Linked DNA regions of Sus scrofa: all the other regions are linked to region 2. Evidence: chromatin contacts called from public HiChIP or PLAC-seq and promoter capture Hi-C data. All regions are on one chromosome and are shown on one strand. Each heading gives the region's core, a stretch centred on a gene start, on an enhancer-like site or on the middle of the called end of the contact. The rest is flanking DNA. Distances are from core to core; before and after follow the strand shown. Region 1 holds the start of MED19 (mediator of RNA polymerase II transcription subunit 19). Region 2 holds the start of PATL1 (protein PAT1 homolog 1). Region 3 holds the start of ZDHHC5 (palmitoyltransferase ZDHHC5).

The links. Promoter capture Hi-C pulls out the DNA fragments that hold promoters and counts their contacts. HiChIP or PLAC-seq counts read pairs in DNA pulled down with a chosen protein or histone mark.
Region 1: a promoter capture Hi-C map of liver shows a contact between it and region 2, with 2.8 times the contacts expected there. The contact joins the promoter of MED19 here to the promoter of PATL1 in region 2. A contact is called at or near these places in 1 of 5 promoter capture datasets (liver) and 3 of 47 Hi-C or Micro-C datasets (embryonic fibroblasts, heart right ventricle and skeletal muscle).
Region 3: a contact with region 2 is called in an H3K27ac HiChIP or PLAC-seq map of skeletal muscle, with 5 times the contacts expected there. The contact joins the promoter of ZDHHC5 here to the promoter of PATL1 in region 2. A contact is called at or near these places in 1 of 5 promoter capture datasets (liver), 1 of 47 Hi-C or Micro-C datasets (liver) and 2 of 2 datasets of contacts at active chromatin or transcription factors (alveolar macrophages and skeletal muscle).

The regions. Positions count from the first base shown.
Region 1 is chr2:13,238,738-13,243,193 of Sscrofa11.1, forward strand. It overlaps MED19 (mediator of RNA polymerase II transcription subunit 19), which reads left to right and starts at 2,574. Exons shown (of 5, transcript XM_003122715.5): 1 at 2,574-2,970. The coding sequence starts at 2,703. TMX2 (thioredoxin-related transmembrane protein 2) reads right to left here and starts at 2,533. Exons shown (of 8, transcript XM_005660896.3): 1 at 2,110-2,533. The coding sequence starts at 2,298.
Region 2 is chr2:11,824,586-11,829,521 of Sscrofa11.1, forward strand. PATL1 (protein PAT1 homolog 1) reads left to right here and starts at 2,231. Exons shown (of 19, transcript XM_021082992.1): 1 at 2,231-3,430. The coding sequence starts at 3,416.
Region 3 is chr2:13,274,584-13,279,023 of Sscrofa11.1, forward strand. ZDHHC5 (palmitoyltransferase ZDHHC5) reads right to left here and starts at 1,934. Exons shown (of 12, transcript XM_021083028.1): 1 at 1,826-1,934.

The sequences.
Region 1 (4,456 bases), core at 1,324-3,823, 1.4 Mb after region 2:
ATTTTTATTTTATTTTTAGGGCAGAACCTGCAGCATATGGAAGTTCTCAGACTAGGGGTCAAATAAGAGCCGCAGCTACCAGCCTGCACTACAGCCACAGCAACACTGGATCTGAGCTGCATCTGCCACCTACGCCACAGCTTGTGGCAACACCAGATCCTCAACCTACTGAGAGGTCAAGGATCAAACCTGCATCCTCACAAAACATTCTGTCAGGTTTCTAAACCACCAAGACACAACAGGAACTCCAGAGTGCTACATAATCTTTAAATGCTATCACTCTTTCTGTATTACTTCAAATTCTTCTAGTAGGAAATTAACATTCCCTTATCAACTATTTATTACTCTGACAGTGTATAGAGGAAAAGCAAAGTGCTTGATTATTTCTTTTATTTAATAAAATAGAAATGAACTTTTATTCTGTTTAGCCACTGAAATTTTTTTTTTTCCTTTTTTTTTTTTCAGTGCTGCAGCCTCAGGATGTGGAAGTTCCTAGACTTGGGGTCGAGTTGGAGCTACAGCTACTGGCCTACATCACAGTCACAGCAACGTAGGATCTGAGCCACATCTGTGACCTACAACACAGCTCATGGCAATGCTGGATCCCCGACCCACTGAACAAGACCAGGGATTGAACCTGAATCTTCATGGATACTAGTTGGATTGCTTCCATTGCTCCACAACAGGAACTCCCTCTTTTTTTCTTTTTCTTCCACCCACAGCATATGGAAGTTCCTGGACCAGGGATCGAACCCGTACTTCCAAGGAACTGCAGTTGGATTCTCAACCCACCGCACCATGGTGGGAACTCCAAGCCACTGAAATTTTGAGGTTTACCTGTTATTGCTAAGATTATTTACCTTAATATTCTAACTTCCAAATCACCAAGGAAATAGTAAAAGATTTTTTCCAGGAAAACAAACACTAGCTATAAACTCTAAATAGTTAAAGGTCCCTACTTAATAGGTTCTTTTGGAGTTCCTGTCATGGCACAGTGGAAACGAATCTGACTAGTACCCATGAGGATCCGGGTTCAATCCCTGGCCTCGCTCAGTGGGTCAGGGATCTGCCATTGCCTTGAGCTGTGGTGTAGATCTGAGACAGAGCTTGGATCCCACGTTGCTATGGCTGTGGCATAGGCTGTAGCTCTGATCTGACCCTAGCCTGGGAACCTCCATACCCCGCAGGTTCGCCCCCCTGCCCCCCAAATGGATCTTTTGAAGCACCACAGCTATACATGAGCTACTTAATAACACTGGGAAAGAACGGCGGAAGTACGAAAAAGTAAACAAGGGAAGGAGAATAAAAGTAAGGAAGTAAGTTCTGTCAAAAGTCAAGACTCATTCTGGGACCTGGAAAAAAAAAAAGACAAAAACTCAGGAAGGCCCTCCTTCCTCGTAACACAGATTCAGCTATACAGAAGGGGGCACAGAACTTCATCTTATTTTTCTGAGTGGTCCTTCCACTTCTACTTAGGAAGTACTGCAAGAGAGTTCAGATTGATTTCTTTACAATGAATTTTTTTTACAATTCCATTTCAATAGGCCTAAAACTTTATTCATTTTTACATTCTCAGGATGCAGCACAGTGCCTAGCATACAGTCCTCCCTCTGCAGTTGTTAACTGAATTAAAATGACTGATGGTGCTGCTGCTTTGGCCAGAAGAGTGGTTTCAAGTCCCAGCCACTCACTAGTTGTGTGACCTTGGACAAGTCTCCTAACTACGCCGAGATCAATTTCTTCATCAGTGAAACGAGATTACTACTACTTGCCTTGTTTACCTCACTGATTCCTCAAGAGGCTTTACATAACGAGAGCAGCACTGTAAAACAGTGCAGATGCCTCGTTTGGGTAGGTACGAATTGTGAGACGGAAAGGACCTTGGACTCAGGAGTCAGAAGACCCCGGCAGGCTAACTCGCTGTATTCCCATCTTAAACGTGAAGAGGTTTACACTCGACGACCGCCCAGGCTCTAGATTCTTAATAGCTTAAGTCCGCTACAGGTTGGGAACCTCAGGTGTTCTCAAACAGGTGAACCTCGCATCTCGTAGATGCAACCTAGGACAGGGTGTCAAGGTCGCGGGGTCCTAAGGCGGGGGGTCGCTCACCCAGTCAAAGTCACACGGGTTGCCGTCTTCGCGTTGCGTGGGGAGATTGTAGCAGACAGGGGGCAGCTTCCTCACGAGTAGGAAGGCAGCAGAGAGGAGGGCTGACAGAAGGTAGTAAGGTCGGGCCAGCCATCGTGATAGTCGAGGTATCGAATAAATAAGAGCAATTAAAGGCGCGAGAACCGCCATCTTCCCGGCTCTAGCGGCGCCAGCCGCTCCACGGAGTCCGTGAGCCTGGTCCCGCCTCTCCCATCATTGTGCTTCCATTGGGCCTAGTCTCGGATGCACCGCCTCTAGATCCGGAAGCAGATCTCTGACTGGCTTCTGCGTCAGGTTAAAAATGGAGAAAGGGCTTTGATATTTTATTGGCTAATCTAGCTGTCTTTTTTTCCACCTAAATCGTTTTATTGGACATATGCGACTGCGGCAAGTAGGAGATACAGGAGAATTTAAATAAAGTTAAATAGTACTTCCGGAACGTTCTCAGAAGGCGACGGAAGTAGTTGCAGGAAGAAGGTAGGAAGGGCCCGAGGCAACCCAATGGTGAGAGGCTCCTGAAAGAGGAGGGCGGTACTCTGTGAAAAGATTGACCAATGAACGTCACCAACGCCAGACACCGAGACAGCGCCGGGGCGGAGGAGGCGATGGAGAATTTCACGGCGCTGTTCGGAGCTCAGGCTGACCCACCACCGCCCCCGACCGCACTTGGCTTCGGACCTGGAAAACCTCCACCCCCACCGCCTCCTCCTCCGGGCGGGGGGCCGGGCCCCGCCCCGCCCTCTACCGCGGCCACAGCCGCTCCCGGCTCCGACAAGTCAGCGGCCGGTTGTGGCCCCTTCTACCTAATGCGGGAACTGCCGGGTGAGTACAAGGCCTGGTCAAAGCCAGCCAATCAGATCATAGCGAGGAGAGGCGGGGCGTGGCTCTCAGCCTTCCGACTGGGGTGAGGGGTAACCTAGGCAACGCGTGGCGCGATTTCGGAACACTATACTAGAAGAGGTTCTGAGGATTCACAACCGAAAGAATGATTGGAATTGGGATGGATTAGGGGTGGGAAGAGAGTGGATCTCCCTGACCACCTTTCACGCCCGATCCTGCCCCTGACGCTGGTTTTTGACTCCCTAAAGATTATCCTAGCTTTGAGTTTGGTATTTGAGGGTCCTGATTTAACATCCCTGCGGACCCAGTTCCAGATCTGCTTCAAACTTCCTGTTGGTTTGGGACATGTTGTCTTTCTTCCTCTGGGCCTCGGGGTTTCAAAATGTGTTCGAAGAAGTGATTAGAATTAAACCAGGTTCTTTCATTCAAAAAATTATTTTGTTGCGCACCCACTCTGTGTACCAAGCACTCTTCCAATTGCTGAAGATACAGCTGTGAACAAAACTGACAAGATCCTTGCCTGTTTGGGAGTTTACCTGCCAGTGGAGGAGTCAAAGAGTGATAAACAGATATCTGCGGATAAACAGATAGTATCAGATAGTGGTTATGGCTACAAGGGGGAAATGTGATAAAGAATTGAGGGGGCAGAACTGCTTTAGCTAGAGTGATCAGGAGAGCCCTTTCTGAGTAGATAACATTAGAGCTAAAATATAAGCACAAAGGAAGAGCTAGCCATTTATGAGTGGGAGGAGAGAGAACTCTAGATACAAAAAATGAGATTAGAAGGCCCAATGTGAGAATAACCTTGAATATTTGAGGGACAGAAAACCACTTGCACTCCGGGGAAGTGAACAGGGAAAGAGCGATAGGAGATGAAGGTGGGAGAGTAGGCAGAGGCCTCTATAAGACATTTTAAGTTCAGGGGGAACCATTTTGACACAAGAGTCTGAAGTGATCTAACTTCTAACTTATTTGCTTATTTTCAATCATTCGAGCAGCTCTATTAAGGAAGCAAAGTGGGGGAGTTCCCGTCATAGCACAGCAGAAATGAATCCGACTAGGAAGCATGAGGTTGTGGGTTTGATCCCTAGCCTCACTCAGTGGGTTAAGGATCCAGTGTTGTCCTGTGCTGTGGTGTAGGTTGCAGACGCAGCACAGCTCTAGCATTGCTGTGGCTCTGGTGTAGGCCGGCACCTGTAGCTCTGATTTGACCCTTAGCCTGGGAACCTCCATATGCCTTGGGTGCTGCCCTTAAAAAAAAAGAAGAAAAGTGGGAAAATTGGTCAGAAGTTACAGCTTAGTAGTTCAGGAAAGAGATGATAGTTTGAACTAGGAAATAGCAGTAGAGGAGAGAAGTAAATGGATGCCAAATAAATGTTAGAGGTAGAACTGACAGGAATGCAGGATTGAAAATAGAATTGAAGGACAGAGGAATTGAGGGCAGTTTGGAAATGTTTGGCTTGAATAA
Region 2 (4,936 bases), core at 981-3,480:
TTTCTATTATATTGCTAAGCCTTTTGTCCTAAAATCTGCTGCACCAAGGGTTCCTCCCTGTAACTTTCTAGGACATTTGTTACAACCTTGTAGACTACATGAGAAATGACCCTCTGGGCAGCCCACCACTCTTTTCCCCACCTCTTTATAACCTTTGCAAGCACCCGAGGACAATGTTTAAAAGCAACCATTCTCAAAGCCTAGTCCTAGAACCAACAGCATCAGCATCACCTGGGAACTTCATATAAATGCAATTTTTAGGTCCCATTGCAGACCTGCTGAATCAGAAAATCTGGGGAGTGGGGTGGCCCAGGAGTCTGGTTTTTGTTTTTCTTTCTTGTTTATGGCAGCACCTGTGGCATATGGATGTTCTCAGGCTAGGGGTCGGATCAGAGCTGCAGCTACATGCCCACACCACAGCCATGGCCACCAGATAAGAGACTCGTCTTTGATCCATGCTGCAGCTTGCAGCAATGCCACAGCCTAACCCAGAGTGAAACTAAGGATCAAACCCACACCCTCACAGAGACAGCATTAGGTCCTTAACAAAGAGCCCCAAGGGGAACTCCCAGGAGTCTATTTTAACAAGCCCTCCTGGTGAAGCTGTTGTATAACACTTGTTGTACATTACTTGATGAAAATTAATACATCATCTGAAACTAGGCTCACAAAAAGTACATTTTGTTCCTTTACCATGATCTAAGAAATAGGATGTATAGAATCTGTAAATACCGCAGTGGATTTTTTTTACAACCTTTGGAAAAAGGATGGCAAGGCCAGAGAAAGCATGATAGCGATGCTAATTGATGTCGCCTCTCAACTGTCAATCGCCTTTTCCACCTAGCTGGTGTGCAGGAGAGACTTTTCTTCCACTCACTCAAGAGACACTCTCCAAAGGCCTCATATCTTATTTCGAAAGAATTACTTGTGAAAAGAATTTTTACCCTCTCCATCTTAATAATGGGCCTACACAGCTCAAGAAAATACATTTGCCTAAAGTGGCCCTCATTCATCTCCCTCAAAGACAGCTGTTGCATGAGAAAAACATAATTTTATCGACCATCTCTATCTTGTTTTCTGTTTCTTTCATTTCTGCTCTTTACTATTTCCTTATTTATCCTTTCTTTGACATCATCCTATAGTTCATTTACATTCAGGCTTTCCTATTCTCTCATAGAAACTGCTTTAGCTGTATCTCAAGTCTTTATACGTTAATAAGTTTATCTACTTTCCACTATGTTTTCTCAAGCAGTCCATTAATTAGAAGTGTGGAGTTTTTTAAAATGTTCTGATGTCTGGAGTTCTCATTGTGGCACAGTAGGTTAAGTATCCAGTGTTGTATTTGAGGTGGCTCCAATCGCTGCTGAGGCACAATTTCCATTCCCTGCCTGGTGCAGATCCAGTTAAAGATCTGGTGTTGCCACAGCTGTGGCAAAGGTCACACCTGTGGCTTGGATTTGATCCCTGGCCCGGGAACTTCATTTGCCACCAGTGCAGCCAAAAAAAAAAAAAAAAAAAAAAAAAAATTCTGACATAATGATCAGAAAACTTGATCTGCAACATCTAGAATCAGCAAACTCTTTCCGTAAAGGGCCAGAGTAATTATTTCAGGCTTTGCTAGCCAAATAGCCTCCATTGAAAGTATTCAATTATGCCTTTGTTGCCCCAAAGCAACTAAAGACAATATGTAAATAAATGAAGATGGCCGTCTTCCCACAAAACTTTACTTTGAAAAAAAAAGGCAGCTAAGCAGATTTGGCTGTGGGTCACACTTTCCCAACCTTTGGTCTATATGGCACCAATTCTCACTGTTAAGAAGTGCCCCTACCTAATACATGAACTTTTGTAGTGTTCTATGCGTGCTTAAAAGTTATCATCTTATCCCCAGCCTGCTCCACTTTAACATTTAGGTCTGTCCCATGTAAATATCCTCTTTTGTTAAACTGTCACAATGATTAAGAGACTGGGTTTCTGGAATGAGAGACCTGGTTGCCGCTTGCCATTGAGTGGTTTAGGATAAACTGCTTAACATCTCTAATCCTCAAATTCCTCATCTATGGAGAAAATAATACCACCTACCTCACCGGATTGGCATAAGGCAGACTTCAACCATCAGTAGAAGTACTACTGGAATCATCATGCCATTGAACCACTACTTTGTGAGGCAGGTATCATTAATCCCGTTTTCCAAAGAAATTAAGGCTCAGACACGTTTAGGTAACTTGCCCCAAATCTGACGGCCCAGTGGCAAAGCACTGATTCCCACCCAGAACTTCTATTTCCAAATCCAAGTTTCCACTACTCAGGCTCTGATTAATCCGGTCATACCACCACGTAAGGAATTTACTCTATGCCACTCCCAGGCGAGGCTGCACTTTAAGACACCGGAGAAAGGAGTTGCGAAACTGCACAAGAATTCGTGGTGCAAGGACTAAATTTCGTAGCCAAGTTTAGTCTTCAAGGGGAAAGAGTGAGTTCGGCTAGCGGAGATAACAGTTCTCCAAAGAGACTTCTGAAAACAGGCTGCCAAGGCACCTGGACAAATGCTTTTCTGGTCCTGATCCTCTAAGGAGGTGGTGTCACCCTACGGCGCACTCAGCCTCGATGACCTTGCTGCCCACGGCTGTGCTGCCTTTTTTGGCTCCCTCACTCCACACGCTTGATGTGCCTGAGCCCTAAAAATACCTCCCTGGTTGAACCTCCCTAATAAGCCTTCGGTTTAAAGAAAAGAGGAAAAAAAAGCCTTCATCTCTGAGACACATAAATCACAGCCCTGACCTGCTGTTGACTCAGCGGGTGACGTGCCGCTGAAAGTGGCGACGAACTCAGCCCCTTTCGATGACCTGAACTTTAACTTTTTTCCCCTCCACTCGGTGCCTATCGTATGTCGTGAAGACCGCCAAGCAACCCGAAGACGGTGTTGGACGCTGGAAAAAGTGCCCAGGAATGTCCATTTCTCCCAGCCTAAGCTAAGCCTGGGACTCTCCAAAGCCATATCCTGTGACAATCACAAGGCTTTTCTCCGCCCCGTCGGTGACGGAAAACTCGTGACTCGAACCTCAGCGTCGGGCGGGCGCAGAGAAGCCGGGGGCGGAGCTACAGGTTCGGATCGCGAGGAAGCCCCCGACGGGTGGCGCGTGCGCAGTCTCTCGCCACGGGACCTCCTTCCCGCCGCCGAGACTAGGAAGCGGGACGCCAAATCTGTCCCCGCGCAGCCGCCGCCGCCGGGCGCGGAGCGGGGCGGCCGCCCTCCCCGAGGCGCGCCTGCGCACGTTCCCACGCACGCTCCGGCGTACGGCGGCGGCCAGGGGTCGCGAGCCGGTGGAGGACCCGCGCGCGGAGGAGCCCGGAGAGTCAGCGCTTCTTCCCTCCCTCCCCCATTCCCCTCCCCGCTCCCTCCCCCCCCTCCCCAAGAATGTTCCGCTACGAGGTGAGCTGTTGCGACCGGAAGTGACCCCTCCCTCCCGCCGGCACGCGCCCCCCTCTCTGTTTCTCTCACGCTCAGCGCGTCGGTCCGCGCCCCTCGGGGGGAAAAGGGGGGGCGGAGGGGCCGGCAGGACCGAGCAGAGTGTGTGGGCTCTGGGGTCGCGGGTTTAGTCCAAGGGCTGTGAGCTGGCTTCGTGGGGGCGGGACTGTCCTATCAGTTGCTACTGAGGAGAGTTGACCTCTGTTTGGGGGTGGGGAGGGCCCGTTAAGTGCGGTAACCAACCACCCCCCACCCCACCGTACCCCCGGTGGGGCTCGGCATTGAGAGCCTTGCACCCACCCGGTGGCACTTAAGGCTTAAGGAAGAGCCACAGGGTAAAGCCCAGGGACGCATTTCCCGCCTAAGACCCAGAACTATCATCTCGCATTAATTACACATAGCCCCTTACTCGCAGGCAACCGTCAGGTCACCCGGGCCTGCACTTGCCCTTTGACTGGGGCGGAAGACTGTTTACTGATGAGAGCTCCGAGTGGGGAAGGGGCGTGTCCAGCAGAAGTTTTTTCTGGGCGAATGGAGGGAAACTGGGGGTTCGTGATGGTCCCTGGAATACAGCAACAGAGTTATGACGCTACCACTGAGTCTCTGTATGACCTTTAGCGACTGCTAATCACTAGACAGAGTTTCTGGATTTGTAGAAAGGGTGGGTCTAGACGATCCCTTTCCAACCTAAAAAGCAGTGATTCGGTGAAGTAGATCTTTGTGATTTGGGAATGCTTCTGGAAGTTGCCTCTGATGTGGATGCAGTTGCACATGCTTGCTTTGTCTAAGTTTGGAAGGACCTAAGATGGCCCTTTGGCCTAACGTTTCTTTTGGGAACAGCCTAGCTGAGAAATAGCCGGCAAGGTGTTATCACAAATGTGCCTGCCAGAGAGTGTGGAATTCTGATTCTGAGTATTTGAAAATTGGGGCTGTGTATTCTTGCTATTTGATGGGAATGGCTCGAGATCAAACTGACTATATGTAAACATGGAGAGACATGCTGAGATGTGGTGGGGCAAAGTTCCCCAAAGAAAAGAAAACTTGGAAAAATAAATGAAATGGGGGGGGGAGTGTTTAAAGTAGAACATACCCAAGTGATATCTAGCATTGTTTAACAATACACAATGTTTGCTTCAATCTTTTTCTCCTTTGATCCTCACTACTTGCTGAGGCAGGTGGTGGTGTCCTTGTATTACCACCTAAGAGATTGTGGCTTAGAGCCTTAATACAGGCTGAGACACAGTAGGTGCTCAGGAGGTATTGAATGAATTCATCAGAACGGCTGTGATTTGCCCAAGTTGATATCACTTGTCAGAGTTGAGACAGAACTTAAACTTGCCACATCCCGGCCTTTCAAGAGTTTACTTAATTGTGATTGAAATCTTAGCTTTCTGTTTTATCACCAGTTTTGGGCCTGTAGAAAGAAGGAAGAGGAAAAATGATGAGAAAGCTTCAAAAGGGAATAATAAA
Region 3 (4,440 bases), core at 684-3,183, 1.4 Mb after region 2:
TATATATATATATATATATATAAAACAAATTACAAAGGTTGGGTTTGAGGGCTTTAACAAAGGTTTAATACAAGTACCTCCTTAAAGGGGTGAATAGGTATGGCAGCAAGACTGACAGCACAAGTATTGCTTGTTGAAATAAAGAAGTATAATAGTATAAGTCTTAATACAAAGTAACCAAGGTATCATGGAATAACCCACATGTCAAAATACTGGCTGAAGAGTCAAACAGAAGTTTAATATGGGTGTTATTACATACGGGGCGGCGGGGGTGGGTGGGTAGTAAAGTACATGGCAATATAAATCTTGTAAGCATTAGGTGGGTTTAAAGAATGGGTGATAAACATTCTGAAGAGATTTAACCCAGTACAGAGAAATACTGGGATAAAACGATAGGGATGCGAATAAGGTCAACCTAGACAAGATGGCATTAACCAGGAAGTGAAAAATCCAAGGCAGAAAAATGATCTAGAGTATAACATGTATCTAATCCTACACCTCCTTTCGTAACTTTAAGTCTCTTACTTCTCATTTCAATGTTTTCATTCGGCCAAGTGGGTAAAACGCTTTCTACCTCCCTATCTCACAAGAGATTCCTATAGGTAAAATAATGTCAAACACATTCGAGTTCCACTTGTAAAAAGTACAGAGTACTAAAAGCATGGAGCTCCCGCTGGTGGGGGTAGGGGAGGAAGCGGACGGATGCAAGAGAACAGGTAACAGGATGAGGCTTGAGCCAAAATAAGTATCAGCAGAGTGGGGTGAAGGACCTAAAAAGCAGGGAGGGAATGGCACCCAATCCCTACCCCGGAGCGGGGGTATCGAGAATCACGGTAAGGGGCAGGGATGGCCGAGACAGGGAAGACCGCATCCGCGGCGGCAGGGCCCATTGGAGCCGCGGGAGACTACAGAGCCCCGGGTCGCAGAGCCGGGGGCGGGAGGGGCGGCGGCTGGGCGCCAGGCGCGTAGGGACCGGGGTCCCCAGCTGGGACCCGGCGACCCGGCACTAACCGGTTCTGAGCCCCGGCAGCCGTGGATCCCCGGCCTCTACTCGTCGTCCGTTTCCGGGGCCCACGGGTCCCGCCGCAGTTGGATGACCCGGCCCGGAGGAGGAATGGGGCCTCAAACCACCTCCCCCTCTTGGGTCCCCCTTCCCTAGAGGTCACTCTCCCCTCCCACCTTCCTGGCCCGACACTTCCGGTTCCGTAGGGGCCGGTGTCCCCGGTACTCACCCCCGGCGCTGTTCCCGTCACCGCTACCGTCGTAGTCGCCGCCGCCTCCCGGTAGTGCCGTCCGGCCTCTGAGAGGCAGCGCGCGGCCGCCGCACGCTCCACGCCCGCCCTGCTCAGCGCGCCCCCGCTCAGCGACGCTCGCCTTCGAGTCAGCGCGCGGCCGTTGCCCTCAGAGCCGGGTCTCGAGCCCTCCCAGCGTTCCCATTGGCTCCCTGTCCCGGGCGCGCGCGACGTCTCGCGCAGGGCACGTTCCTCTCATTCATGCGGCTCGCGCCGCCGCGCCCGCCCCCGCTCACTCTCCCATTCACCCATAGCCCCCACCCCGACGCAGCTCTAGGGCGTGCGCGCGCACGCCGGCGACCGCGGCGACCTCGCGGTCTGATTGGCTGCAAGAGCACAGCGCCGTACCACGCGAGAAAACGAGAACGCGCGCGCAAGGGCCTTCGACCAGCAGAGATGGGTGGGCGTACTGCGCAGTAGTCGGAAAAGGGGAAATGGCGGGGCCACTCTTCCCTTTTTCTGCTTCCTGCTTTGTGCCCCTCCCGTATCGAAGCAGGAAAACTCAGACGTGAAAAATAATTAAATGTGCGTACCGAGAGTACTCAAAAGCAAGTAGTTACCCTTCCAAATTCGCCAAACCCCCTCCAGTAAGTGTGGTACGCTCCAGACAGGCTTCTGGAGTAACCAATCACCCACAGGCCCCGGCGTCTTCCGGCTTCAGCTTCTTCAGTCATTGGCCAACAGTTTGCCCACTAATTGGCCCTCTCCCTTTTTTCTTTTTTCTCTTTCTTTTTTTTTTTTTGATGGCGAAAACTTTATTTAAAACAATTTTGATGGAGCATTCATTAGACCGGCGAGTTCCCTAGTACCAGCAGAATCTCAGGATAATGGAAAGGTCTGGCTTATGGCTTCCGCACGGAGGGGCCTCCCGGAGTGAAGAGTCTGTGGGGAGCGAAGCTCCTGCCGAAGGCCTAGGAGGAAGAGGAAGGAGAGCGAGCGCGAGCTTTGGAACCATAGTGCCAACCGTGGAAGAGGAACACAGGACGCGCGCTGAGGCAGTCGCAACCCCCCGGAGTGGGAGCTGACTCTTGGCTTCGCCTGATTCCCTTAGCGTTTCACTGCAGCCCCTGAGCTGGGTGCCGACATGTAACCTCGCCCAATCCGGGAAATACAGGCAGGAAGGAAAAGATTCTCTAGAAGCTCCTGTCTCTGGAGCTGCTGGCCAACGCTACATAGATCACAGCGCCACATCTTGTCCTAATTAGCCCTACAACGTTGTGAACCCAAGAGCAAGGCCTGGTGTTCTCATTTAGCTCAAGGCCATTTCTTTTTTGAAAGCTGCCCTGGCTATTACGTAATAGTCTTTCAAAAGTGTTCCACCAGCCACTTCACTGAAGCCAAGATTCCTCACCTGTAAAGTGTGATTCTAAATCCTGCGGTCTGTCCTGGTCTTTGGTGTCAAATGTTGCTAGTTTAAAATATGCTCTGAGCACTAGGCGGCATGGGAAAGATCTGCCTTCTTTTCTGAGGTCTAATCTAGTTCTTTCTCTGACATGGCTTATGTAACAGGTTCTATTACATGCTTGCTAAGTGCCTCAATCTACCATTTGTTGCTGCATGCTTCAGAGTTTTGTTTTGTTGTTGTTTGTTTGTTTTAATGGCGGCACCCGCAGCATATGGTAGTTCCGGGGCCAGGGATGGAATAGGAGCCGCAGCTGCGACCTTCTCTACATATCCATAACCCACTGCACCAGGCTGGGGATGAAACTTGCTCTGCCACAGAGACAAGTCGAGTCCTTGGTGGGAACTCCTGCATAGCTCTTTTAATGACAGTGTGTATTTAAAAAATGAAATCTTGGAGTTCCTGTCATGGCTAAGTAGTTAACGAATCTGACTAGTATCCATGAGGTTGCAGGTTGGATCCCTGGCCTCGCTCAGTGGGTGGGGTATCCGGCATTGCTGTGAGCTGTGGTGTAGGTTGCAGGCTCCACTGGAATTCTGCGTGGGCTGTGGCTGTGGGGCAGGCCGGCAGGCAGCTACAGCTCCGATTTGGCCCCTAGCCTGTGAACCTCCATATGCTGCAGGTGGAGCCTTAAAAAGCAAAAAATATTAATAAACTAAAAAATGAAATATTTAAAAACTTTAGACCTTATAAAAGGTAAAGTTAAAGTATTATTGGAAATACAATATTTGTTTCATTTAGAGAGGCTTTTTTAGCTGCAAGTTAGGTTAATTTATATCCTTAGAAATTAAATTTCTTTTTTTTTGCTTTTTTTGTTGTATTGAAATACAGTTGATTTACAAGGTTGTGATAATTCCTGCTGTACGACAAAGTGATTGAGTTCTGTGTGCTATACAGCAGGTAAAATTCATTTTTCTATTTTATGCTTTTCTTGATTTTTTTTTTTTTTTTTTTTGCTTTTTATGGCCCCACATGCGGCATATGGAAGTTCCCAGGCTAGGGATCGAATTGGAGCTGCAGCCACTGGCCTACGCCAGAGCCACAGCAACTCGAGATGTGAGCCTCATCTGCAATCTACACCACAGCTCACGGCATTATGCTGGATCCTTAACCCACTGAGAAAGACCGGGGATCGAATCCGAAACTTCATGGTTCCTAGTCGGATTCATTAACCACTGAGCCACAACGGAAACTCCCTGGGTCATCTTGTTGTGCGGTAGGAAACTGATAGAACACTGTAAATCAACTATAATGGAAAAAATAAAAAATTACTATAAAAAAAAGAATCATGCAAAATATTTCCCTGAAAGGATGTTTAATAGAACGTAAGGTTTAAATTGCCAGCCACTTCTGAAAAGTATTGCACAGTAAAATCTAGGCTAAAACAATAGGATATCCAGACCACCAAACTTAAAATGAACTACCTTGCTATGTATATCAAGTAGTACCATATAGTTTTCTCTAGTGTAGTTTATCTATACTTCTTCAAATCTGCTCCACTTGCAATTCATGTCTATAGATAGCAAACCACAGGGTCATTTTTATTTAGTTCAACTCACTGGTAAGTAAACCGGCAGTCAAGAACAAAATGCTACCCTTGGATTTAAGCAAAGAGAAGAATGCCCTTTCAGCCCCAAAACCACCAATGACCCAGTTTGTTTGGGGGTTTTTGTCTTTTTTTTTTTTTTTGCCTTTTCTGCAGCCACTCCCATGGCATATGGAGGTTCCCAGGCTAGGGGTTGAATT